Regions from separate parts of the Xenopus laevis genome. Here region 1 is linked to region 2. The links are chromatin contacts, called in public Hi-C maps. All regions are on one chromosome and are shown on one strand. Each heading gives the region's core, a stretch centred on a gene start, on an enhancer-like site or on the middle of the called end of the contact. The rest is flanking DNA. Distances are from core to core; before and after follow the strand shown.

What was found. Hi-C and Micro-C count contacts between places; a contact is called where the count stands out from the background.
Region 1: a contact with region 2 is called in a Hi-C map of the XL177 cell line, with 2.0 times the contacts expected there. The contact joins the enhancer-like site here to the promoter of pitpnm2.L in region 2. A contact is called at or near these places in 2 of 4 Hi-C or Micro-C datasets (the XL177 cell line and animal cap).

Annotation. Positions count from the first base shown.
Region 1 is chr1L:175,044,120-175,049,466 of Xenopus_laevis_v10.1, reverse strand. The region is part of intron 2 of pitpnm2.L (membrane-associated phosphatidylinositol transfer protein 2); the gene reads right to left. Among protein-coding and RNA genes, the nearest start is that of LOC121395035, 43 kb to the right of the region's middle. Within about 2 kb of position 1,571, at least 1 of the 7 cell types and tissues checked has an H3K27ac peak or open chromatin away from gene starts, as enhancers often do.
Region 2 is chr1L:175,001,364-175,006,600 of Xenopus_laevis_v10.1, reverse strand. It overlaps pitpnm2.L (membrane-associated phosphatidylinositol transfer protein 2), which reads right to left and starts at 3,067. Exons shown (of 24, transcript XM_041567503.1): 1 at 2,940-3,067. LOC121395035 (a long non-coding RNA gene) reads left to right here and starts at 2,978. Exons shown (of 3, transcript XR_005962194.1): 1 at 2,978-3,115.

The sequences.
Region 1 (5,347 bases), core at 322-2,821, 44 kb before region 2:
CCTTTAAAACCTCTATCTCATATCTAGCACAAACGCACTTTAATTTGATGGTGATTGAAGTATGTATCACTTACACTAATTCCTTTTCTCTTGGCAATTTGAGCTATTCACTGATAGTGTGTGAGTGTAATCAGTTTGAGGTGTAAATATACCTAAGAATGCTACACTATATATTTTTTCTTGTTTTTTTCCCCTCCGTATCCTCTTTTGAGGTACGATCTGTGACTTTCTTCTGGAACTTTTGAACTATTGTTTTGGGGGTTGGAGAGAACCTTCGCTGTTACCGAACTGGAGAACACATTTGGTTTGAAACTTTTCACCGTATTATTGTACTTCTAGAAGCCACTCGATGGATAAAAGATGAGCTTTATTTCAACAGTTTAAAAACATCCGAAATCCTGACACGTTTATTTTGCTGTCAAAGTTCACCCTAACAAGCTTTCAGGAATGGTTGACCTTTGGCTTTTGGCCATTAATGGGCCATTAAACAGCTTGGGAACCACTGTCCTAGCTTTACCAGGGTTAGATAAGAGAGGACCTTGGTAAATGCAAGAAGAATTAAGCTGGACAGAGACGTGTAGAAAATTTACCTTTTTATCAGACGAACAATCGTTCAGGGACATTTCCCGACCTGCCACTAACCATTCAGATCAAATAAAGTAGTAAAAGAACAGATCAGACCATGTTCTGCCCCTGACAGCAATCGTAAGAAAGTTATGTCCGACAAAAGCTAGTGACAGTCTCCCACTGACATTGTCAGATCTGTAATACATGCAGAGGAGATATTATCTGTAGCCGACAGAAATTTTCTAATCTGTACGATCATCTGAAAGACCGATCACCATGGCACGAAAAATGCCGGAACACTCCACACCTGGACCAAAAATCATACGAAACTGAGATTCGTGCGATCAAATCTTTGCGTCTATGGCCAGCTTAAGGATTTAATTAGAGTGAAATCAATATATAATCACGGATGTCCAACCTTCAACTGCAACCCCCATAAAATGTTGGCAGAATCTTGTGACTTGTAATTTAACAAACTGCAGCGGACCATATGACTGATATCCATGATGTACAGTGTGTACAGAAAATATTTAACAACTGTTGTACAATAGCTTTTTGAAACACGTTTCCTTCTGGGGCTGCTTCAGATATGGAAGCCTATCTGGGGGCTTCTTCAGATCTGGAGGCTAACACCTCTCTGCCCCACCCTAAAACTATCCCTGACTAATTTCATAAGAACAACAAGCTTTGTGCCAATGCAGATGCCTGTGCATGTTTATTTAAACCTTTGATGTGCATGAAGGCATTAATGAATAAAACCAAGGTATGATTTTCTTGTCTAGCATTCAATATTAATACTGCTTTGCATTCCAGATGTCCCCAATTAAAGCAGCAGACAGCAATGAAACTACAGAATGAGAACACATGTGCACAGACAATATCAGGGATCATGTGCATATGACTTTAATTATTTTTTTCTTCTTGCAGTATCTAGTAGTTTCCCAGAGGTGGCAGTACCCTGTTACTTTGAACCTGCTAAACACATGTTAAATTGTACATCTAGGAAGCAGAGTTAGCACAAATTAATGGATTGTCTGACCTTTGTAGCTCATGACAAAAGCAGATCATATAAGTGTATTCCCTAGTGGCACAAACAAAAGTATTATACCAAAACACGTCTGTGGATGGGCAAATTGCACTAGTTTGGTCATTCAGGAAGTAAGCCAGAGGCAGGTAAAGATGAATATACAGGGTATTCTGATTAGCACCCATGTGTGTGTATGTTTAGGAAACAGATCCTCAGTGTTAAAAGAGCTGAATTCGTATTGCTTCCTTTACTTTGCCTTTGAGCTTCGTAACTATCAGTTATATTCACTTTAAGGGGTAGTTCACCATTAGGGCAATGCCACATGTAGCCTTTTGTCTCCTATGGGCAAATAAAACAAAATACCTTTTAGGAGATCGCCACTTTACAAGCAGTGATCTGGCTTAAAGAAGAAGAAGGTCTTGTTTCTTAAGGTGGCTATAGACGCAAAGATCTGCTCGTTTGGCGACATCGCCAAACGAGCGGATCTTTCCCCGATATGCCATCAACGAGCATGGCTATATCGGGGGGTAACCTGAACGTTCGGCCATATGGCCGAACAATCTGATTACAATGCCCAATGGGCTCCGGCGGGATAGATCGGGTCAAAATCAAACCAGTCCGATCGACCAATCTCCGCCGGACGAAAAATGGTGGCACACTCCACACACGATCCAAAAATCATACGAATCCTCGATTAGTATGATAGGATCTTTGTGTCTATGGCCACCTTTACAAAGACATACTTAATTCCACAGATTGAAAGGAAACTATGATAGACTTGCAGGGGCCAGTTCCCCTCCCCCCTTGACTCACAGAGTGATCCAATCCCAACCTTACTTTCTTCTGTTGTGAAGTGATGGATTCTGGGACTTGAAGTCCTTCTGCTTTCCAGAGAATCTGTATACCACCCACTATGGAAAGAATCTATCACTTTACAAGGGAAAAAAGCAGGGTTAAGGGGAAGTGTTAACACTGTTAGCCTAAGGGGGTAAGGAACTGCTCCCTTTGAGCAGAGACAGACTATCATGGTTTCTTTTCAATATCTGGAATCCAAAGATACAATTATATTTATTTCGAATAGCATTACCAGATCACTTGAAATTCAGGAAAACATCTAGAAAATGCCGCTAGAAGGGCTTCTGTGATTGCAATTTAATTTAAATGAATTGTTCAGTGTAAAAATAAAAACTGGGTAAATAGATAGGCTGTGCAAAATAAAAAATGTTTCTAATATAGTTAGTTAGGCAAAAATGTAATGTATAAAGGCTGGAGTGATTGGATGTCTCGCATAATAGCTAGAACACTACTTCCTGCTTTTCAGCTCTCTTGGTTTACATTGACTGGTTACCCTGGTCAGAGACTTGAGGGGAGGCACATGGGTCATATCAGTTGCTTTTGAATCTGAGCTGAATGCTGAGGATCAATTGCAAACTCACTGAACAGATATGTACTATGTGGGTCCCCTTCAAGTCGCTGACTAAATCAGAGTTATTAAAGAGAACCGAAAAGCAGGAAGTAGTCTTCTGGCTATTATGTTTGACATCCATGTTTTGACACCTGATTTTTCTAGTAATCTAGTAACCTTAAATTTATATAGTGTTTATGTACAGTTTTCACATAACCCAAACTGAATGGGCTTGTTTGTATATTTGCCCTTTAACAGTAAATTTACCCTTTAAGTTTTTACAGTCACTCCACCTTTGTTTAGTGGTTACCTTTACCAACCTGCAGTTCTTCTTTCTTCCAGCCTCAAGTGCTATTTTGGGTGTATAAAACCCAAACAGAATATAAATTTATTGGGAGATGAACCTACTTGGCACTTACACTGTTCACACCCTAGTGCAGCGATACAAACAAATAATACATACAAGAGCTATGTGATATACATGCTCTACCATCCCCAAACACTTTTTTTTTAAAAAAAAAAAAACATGTATGAAGCTTACTATCCTACTATCAATACATTAGCAGTAAACACCCCCATTTGCAGGGTCACACAATTAATGAGAAAGCTAAGTGTTCTGAGTGAAATTATCTGCAGACTGCAGCTAATTATTCCAATAGGAAAAACAGAAACTTTAATTTCTAAGCAAACGCAGCCTGACATGTACAAGCATGTACTTGTCTGAACTAGGAATCCTTCATGTAAAGTACAACACAACTTATCTGTGCTTTACCTGACAATTATATCTTGTTTTACCCTCCTGGGTAAATACTGCGCTGGTATTAAGTGGTGCACATTTGGTAACTATTGGTAAATATCTACACCATTCCATGTTTTCTTTGCTGCTTTAGTTCTAAAAGGGCAGTCATCTTTCTTTGATGCAACAGCTTTATCCCTCATCTGTTCTGAAATTTAAACACACACACATATATATATATATATATATATATATATATATATATATATATATATATATATATATATATATATATATATATATATATATAAAACAACAGTCCATGAAAGCACTCAAAGCCACGATCCTCAAGCATATATCAAAAGATTTTTATTCGTGCATGATTTATCAACGCGTTTCGGCTCTCAACGAGCAGTCGCCATCCTGACGAACGCGTTGATAAACCATGCACGAATAAAAATCTTTTGATATATGCTTGAGGATCGTGGCCGTGAGTAATTATTTGAATGGTGAGTGCCGATGAACTTTATATATATATATATATATATATATATATATATATAAAGGATAAGATGTGATTTTTGATTAATAAATCAACACAATTTCACCAAACTACAGAGAGTGCTGATCTTCTTTTCATATATATATATATATATATATATATATATATATATATATATATATATATATATATATATATATATATATATATATATATATATATATATATATATATATATATATATATATATATATTAAGGGAAGATGTAACTCTATATTACTGCAGCTGAAGGTACATAGGCTGAACTGTTCTACTTGATATAAATAATGGGCTGCATGAAATCTGGTTTCGCCCTTGGCCCTGTCACAATGAAAGAGAGCAGGCTGCAATGCCGTGACATGGTGTCATTAAGACATTTTGATTGTTAGCTAAGGAAGGAAAGATGAGAGTGATTAAACAGAGAACCAGGCCCAGTCAGGCCTCCAGGAACAGGAAAAGAAAATCATTCTCAAAATACACTAGAGTTGATAAATGTGTATGCATTTTGTACTGATCTACTGATGCTCTCCATAGTAACATCTTCATCTGCAAATAGACTTTGCAAGGGCCAAATTGAGACCTGGGCATTAACCCCTTTATGTAATAAAAGGCACAATGTGGTGCACTAGCCCATAGCAACCAATATGATATTTTTAAACAGTTGACCAATAAATGCTTCCTGCTGATTGGTTGTTCTGTATGACTAGACCTATAGCAAACATTGTACCTTTTATTACATAACCCCCTTACCAAAAAATTGTATCTGAAAAAGATATACAGGAATGGGACTTGAATGCTTGGGAACTGTGGTTTTCATATGAGGGGTCTTTCCTTAATTTTGGATCACCATACACTAAGTCTAGGTTAACCTCAGGTAACCATCAAATAAACCCAATAGGATGATTTTGCCTCCAATAATGATTAATTATACCTTAGTTAAGATCAAGTACAAGCAACTGTTTAATTACAAACAGATGAAAAGAAAATAATTTTCCAAAATCTTATTTGATTAAAATAGATTAGAGTTGAAAATGGCTTTCCCGCAATTTGGAGCTTGTTGGCTCGTTTCCG
Region 2 (5,237 bases), core at 1,818-4,317:
ATGCCTATAAATACTCATCCTTTTATTTTTATTTTCTGTGGTATAAACCAAACCAGATGTAAGCATTATTTGGCACAGATGCCATTTACTTTCTTAAGAAAAATAACAGAAGAATGAGACTGCAGCTTCCTCATAGGCTCAAGAATTGCTTGTTTGGCAACTTTTTCTTGCCATGTATGGTTAGAGTTAGGGACCTACTTGCTAGAATAATGACACAGATTAGCTAGAAACTGAAAGAGCATTTCCATTGCTTGCTTGCTTACCTAGGGTTAAATAGCAATAATCAATATATACCTATGCACAGGATCTTTTCGTCATTTAGATCTCCATACCTTAAGTCTACTAGAAAATCATGTAAACATTAAATAAACCCAATAGGCTGTTTTGTTTAATTAGGGATTAATTATATCTTAGTTTGGATCAAGTACAAGGTACTGTTTTATTATTACAGAGAAAAAGGGAATCATTTTTAAAACTTGGATTATTTGTATATAATGGAGTCTACGGGAGATGGTTTTTCCGTAATTCTGGATAACCGGTTTCTGGATAATGGATCCCATAACTGTATACATGCCCTGTCATAACTCCATTTGACACCCCAGAGATCTATATCATGAGAAAGTATTCCCAAAAGTGAGAATAACAAATATGCCCACATATTCAGTTGTGTCTCAAAGCTGCTGTACGAGCCTGAAAATACAGCATCCCCATGATAGTTAAGATATCTCCTCTGATGAGCCAATCTCTACCTCCTGGACAGCATTACAGTTAAACAGCAGGAGGGAAGACATAGCACAGCTGACATACTTAGCATTCGAGGAGTAGTTGGACCTTAAAATAATCTTTAAGTATGGTATAGACAGTGATATTCTACGACAATCTGCAACTGGTCTTCATTTGTTACTATTTATTTTTAATTAACTTTCCCTAAGCAGTTCTCCTGTGTGGAATTTCACCTATCTGGTAGTTTGATAGATGTGATGAAAATGAATATAAAAAGGACTGAATATTAAAAAAATATAGGAGGTAATAAGAAAACTGTAGCCTCTCAGGGTAACAGATTTTTGACTGCTGGGGGTCACTGACCCCATAACAAACGTGTAGCATTTTTAAACGAGAAGCGGAAAAGAGGCAGAACTGAAAGGCAATTCATGCAAAAAATAAAAAAAAGGGAAGACCAATAAAAATGGCTGAAAATAGGCCATTCTTTAACATACTAAAAGTTAACAAACACCAATGACATTTTTTACAGAAAGGTGTTTAATTCTCAGAGTACCAGATATATAAACAAAGAACAGGGAACTAAAAGACTCAGTGTATGCAGGATTATTACTGGAGAATCCTATTGCATTGGGATTTATTCTATGAGCCACTGGGAAATATTGGAAATATAGGTATGGGATCCGTTATCCACAAAGCTCTGAATTACGTAAAATGCCATCTCCCATCTCAATTTTATCCAAATAATCCAAGTTTTTTAAAATGTCCTTTTTCTCTGTAATAATAAAACAGTAGCTTGTACTTGATCCAAACTAATATATAATTAATCCTTGTTGGAAGCATAACCAGCCTTTTGGGTTTATTTAATGTTTACATGATTTTCTTGTGACTTAAGGTATGAAGATCTGTAAACCCGGAAAACCCCAAATGCCTAGCCTTCTGGATAACAGGTCACATACGTACAGATGTTTTGGGCAAGCAGCTTTCCTTTCCACTGTATACATGCTCATCATTTATCAAGAGACTACAATATAATATGGTAAGCCAGGGCAACCTGCAGACTTCACACCCTCAGAAAGGTTGGCCACAGTCTACCCGTCTGTCCTAGGCAAGTCAGCCGGCATGGAAAGACCATGTTCTAATATCAGTTAAATCTCAGTTAATATTACCAACATAAATGGATGAAGTAATGACAGTGGTAGCTGCAACATCACCATTGAAATAAATATAAAACATCATTTCTACAGGATCTATTCACCAGTTGGTGAGTCTCTGCCCTGCAGAGCCTGCAATCTAAAAATATTGTGTGAGTTACAGGTGGGTAAAACAGCTTGCGACCCAGCATCTAATACAGAAACGGCTCCCCCTCTTTTTTAAGTCAAAGATGAGGAATCTTTGTAAATAGCACAAAAATAGAATTGTTAATGCACATACTGATGAATGAGGCCATAGCCCCTAATAGCGTGCAATGTAGGCAGGGTTGGAAATGCATTACTATGGGTTTGCACACAGCGCTTCAGGCTAATCTCCCTGTTGCTGCCATCCCGAGTCATTTAACTCTTTCAGGTTTATGCTGACTGCCATTCATGTAGCCCCCAGACAAAGGCAGGATTGCAGAGCACAGAGCAGTGGCAAATGGGGTTGAGTTACTCCAGAGTGTAAGAAATGTGCAGCTCTGTATAATAATGTCATGTATAGACTGAGCTTCAGGCAATGGAATGTGGGTGGAAAGCCTAACAGGCAGTATTATATAATTCAGCCTTTGGGCAGACACATTCATACACACAGTACTCATTACACAGTACAATAGTCCCTATCTTTGTCCCTACCCCCATAGCAGAGGCTGCATGTAACAGATGTGAGCTCACAACAGGTTGTATTTGTACAATGGGAGATGCAGTCTGAATTCTCTCTCTATACAATATATATATATATATATACACACAGCTGCCCCAGACAGACTACAGATGTGCAATATGGCAGTAACAACCCATGTAACAACAGGTCCTCCTCCTCTATCTATAGTGTATGTAGCCAAGCATGGCATCTGCTGGACACAGGAGGGATCATTGCTAAACTACAACTCCCAGCATTCCCTTTGTCCGTGGCAGGGAGACGCAGAAAGTTGCAGCAGGTGTGTGGTGTGGCTGCAGTGTAAGTGAAGAAGCAGCAGTAGTGTGTGCGTGAGATGATATTGATGGGTGCAGTGTGCCACCTACCTCTGCTCGCCAGTGCCTCCCTTTGTTCATCCAGTAGAAGCAGAAGAATCAGTAAGACACACACAGGCCTAGAGCGGGCACAGTCGCTAGGGCTGCGCAGACACCAGCAGATCGGTGCGCCCCATCCCGGGGCTAAGCAAAGCCGGCCTGGCACATCGCACGCCGGGAGATCCCGGGTAAGTCTCGCATTGCACAAGCCGTGCCGCCGCTCCTCGTTGCTCTTCGCCTCCTCCTCACCTCCCGCAGCCGGGCGCCTTTTTTTTCGTATATATTCGGGAGCGAATGTGGGATTTGCTCGGTGCAGGAAAGAGACTGGTTTGACAGCTTCGGTATGAATCGACAAGACTGGCCCACAGCGCTGACACTGAGCCCGCATCACATTCCCTCACTGACAATAGGGAGGGGTTGAGAGAACAGCGGCGGTAAGCGCAATGTTACACTGACACCTGCTGGTGAAAGGTCGCTACTGCAGAGAGCAGTTGTGAGCTCTATACAGCCCCCTCGTGATGGTACCCTGGTACTGCACATTATACATCCCATGCTTACCTGCTCTTTGTGCTTATAGAGGCAGAAGCCAATGTCTAAAAGCATCTCAGACCCACAGACACGATTTAGTTGCACAAAGCATCCTCTGTGGCAAAAAAAAGTTGTGTCCATCCCATGGATGATGTGAAACTCAGCATGGGACAGGGTGCAGCAGTAGTGTAGTCAGTCCACTTAGAGCCAATCTCCAGAAATATGTATATGTATAAAATTCAATGAGCACAGTGTCCTGTATATGGGGCAAGCTCTTAGCAGGCCAGGGCAAAGGTATTTTGGCACCCTAGGCAAGGGCTTCAATCAGTGCAACTCCACCCACCCAGTCCTGCATTACCATTTCCCACATTACCATTCATATTGCCCCCTGTGCCTGTGCCAGCACCTATCATATTGCCCTATGTACCTGTACCAATGGCAGTTATTCCCTCAGATTGCTTCCAAGCCCCCAATCTGTACCTGACTGGTTAAGATGCGAATTGTAGAGCTGCTGAATAAAAAGCTAAATAACTCAAAATCCTTCAGTAATAAAAAATGAAAGCAAATAGTCTCAGAATATCACTCTCTACATCATACTGAAAGTTATCTCAAAGGTGAACAACCCCTTTAAGGCTAATGCCATATTGGCACACTTTGTGCCGGCCCAGTAATACAGGGATGCGGTAGCACATTAGGTCACTAGGAGCAGGTGATTATAGTTCATTAATAGAGTTAGATGCCTAATGTACATATGTGATATATTCTTCTATTATTCACTGTTGATTCTCATCTTCCTCAAAGGCACAAACAGGCGCATTCTCTCAAAATTTATATTTACTACAATCCTACTAATCATAGAGTTTCCTATCCAAGATGGAAGTAATTGCCCCAGAGGCCCTAATACCCATTGCTGAGACATCTTACAATCAGGCCCGGATTTCTGGAAAGGCCACCAAGGCCCGGGCCTAGGACAGCAGGATTTTTGGGGGCGGCAAGCTGCCCAACCACACTCACATTGGTTCAGAAACACTGGAAATGTGCAGGAGATACAATCGTTTTTACAATTTCCTGTGCACCAATTCCCAGTGCTCCGGTCCTGATGATGAAAATTTGTGTGAATTAAGGGGAGGGGACGGTGCAACAAACGGTAGCGGGCCTAGGGGCGCCCACTTTGTAAATCCAGCCCTGCTTATTACAATAATGAAGCCTCTGTACAAGCAAGTACAGCTTATAAATAAAATAGCATTTCTTATACACTGTAAGCTCTAATGAGCAGGGTGCTGTAATGAGATTGGCCCTGTATGGGTCAGTATTTGTAGAATGAATGTAACTGTATGTTTCATGTTTCACTCAGCGGCTATTATAGTTGGACGAGGCAGAACTTTGTGAAGTTTATGTAGTTTGTCCCATAGGAAATAAATACGTGTTTATAGTCCAGGGTACAATAATCCATGTAAACTGGCCAACTATTCACTTAGTGTTTATGTGTGATGAGCTTTTTATGAGAGAGTATTTTGAAATATTACAGTGTATTATATTATGAGTATGTTGTTTCTCATGAGAGGCTGATGTAATTTTTCACTTCCTTCTCTTAGCCTTTTATTGCAGGTCTGTTGTAATACTTTCAGCCACAGACTAATGAGAGTGCTGGGCTCAGGGCCCTTGAGAATCCTCCAGTTCAAAGGGGAACTATTGTGAAAATGAAACATAAGCTTCAGCATACTGAAATAAGAAACTTTCTAAATACAAACAATTAAATATTCAGTACCGTTTCTGAAATAA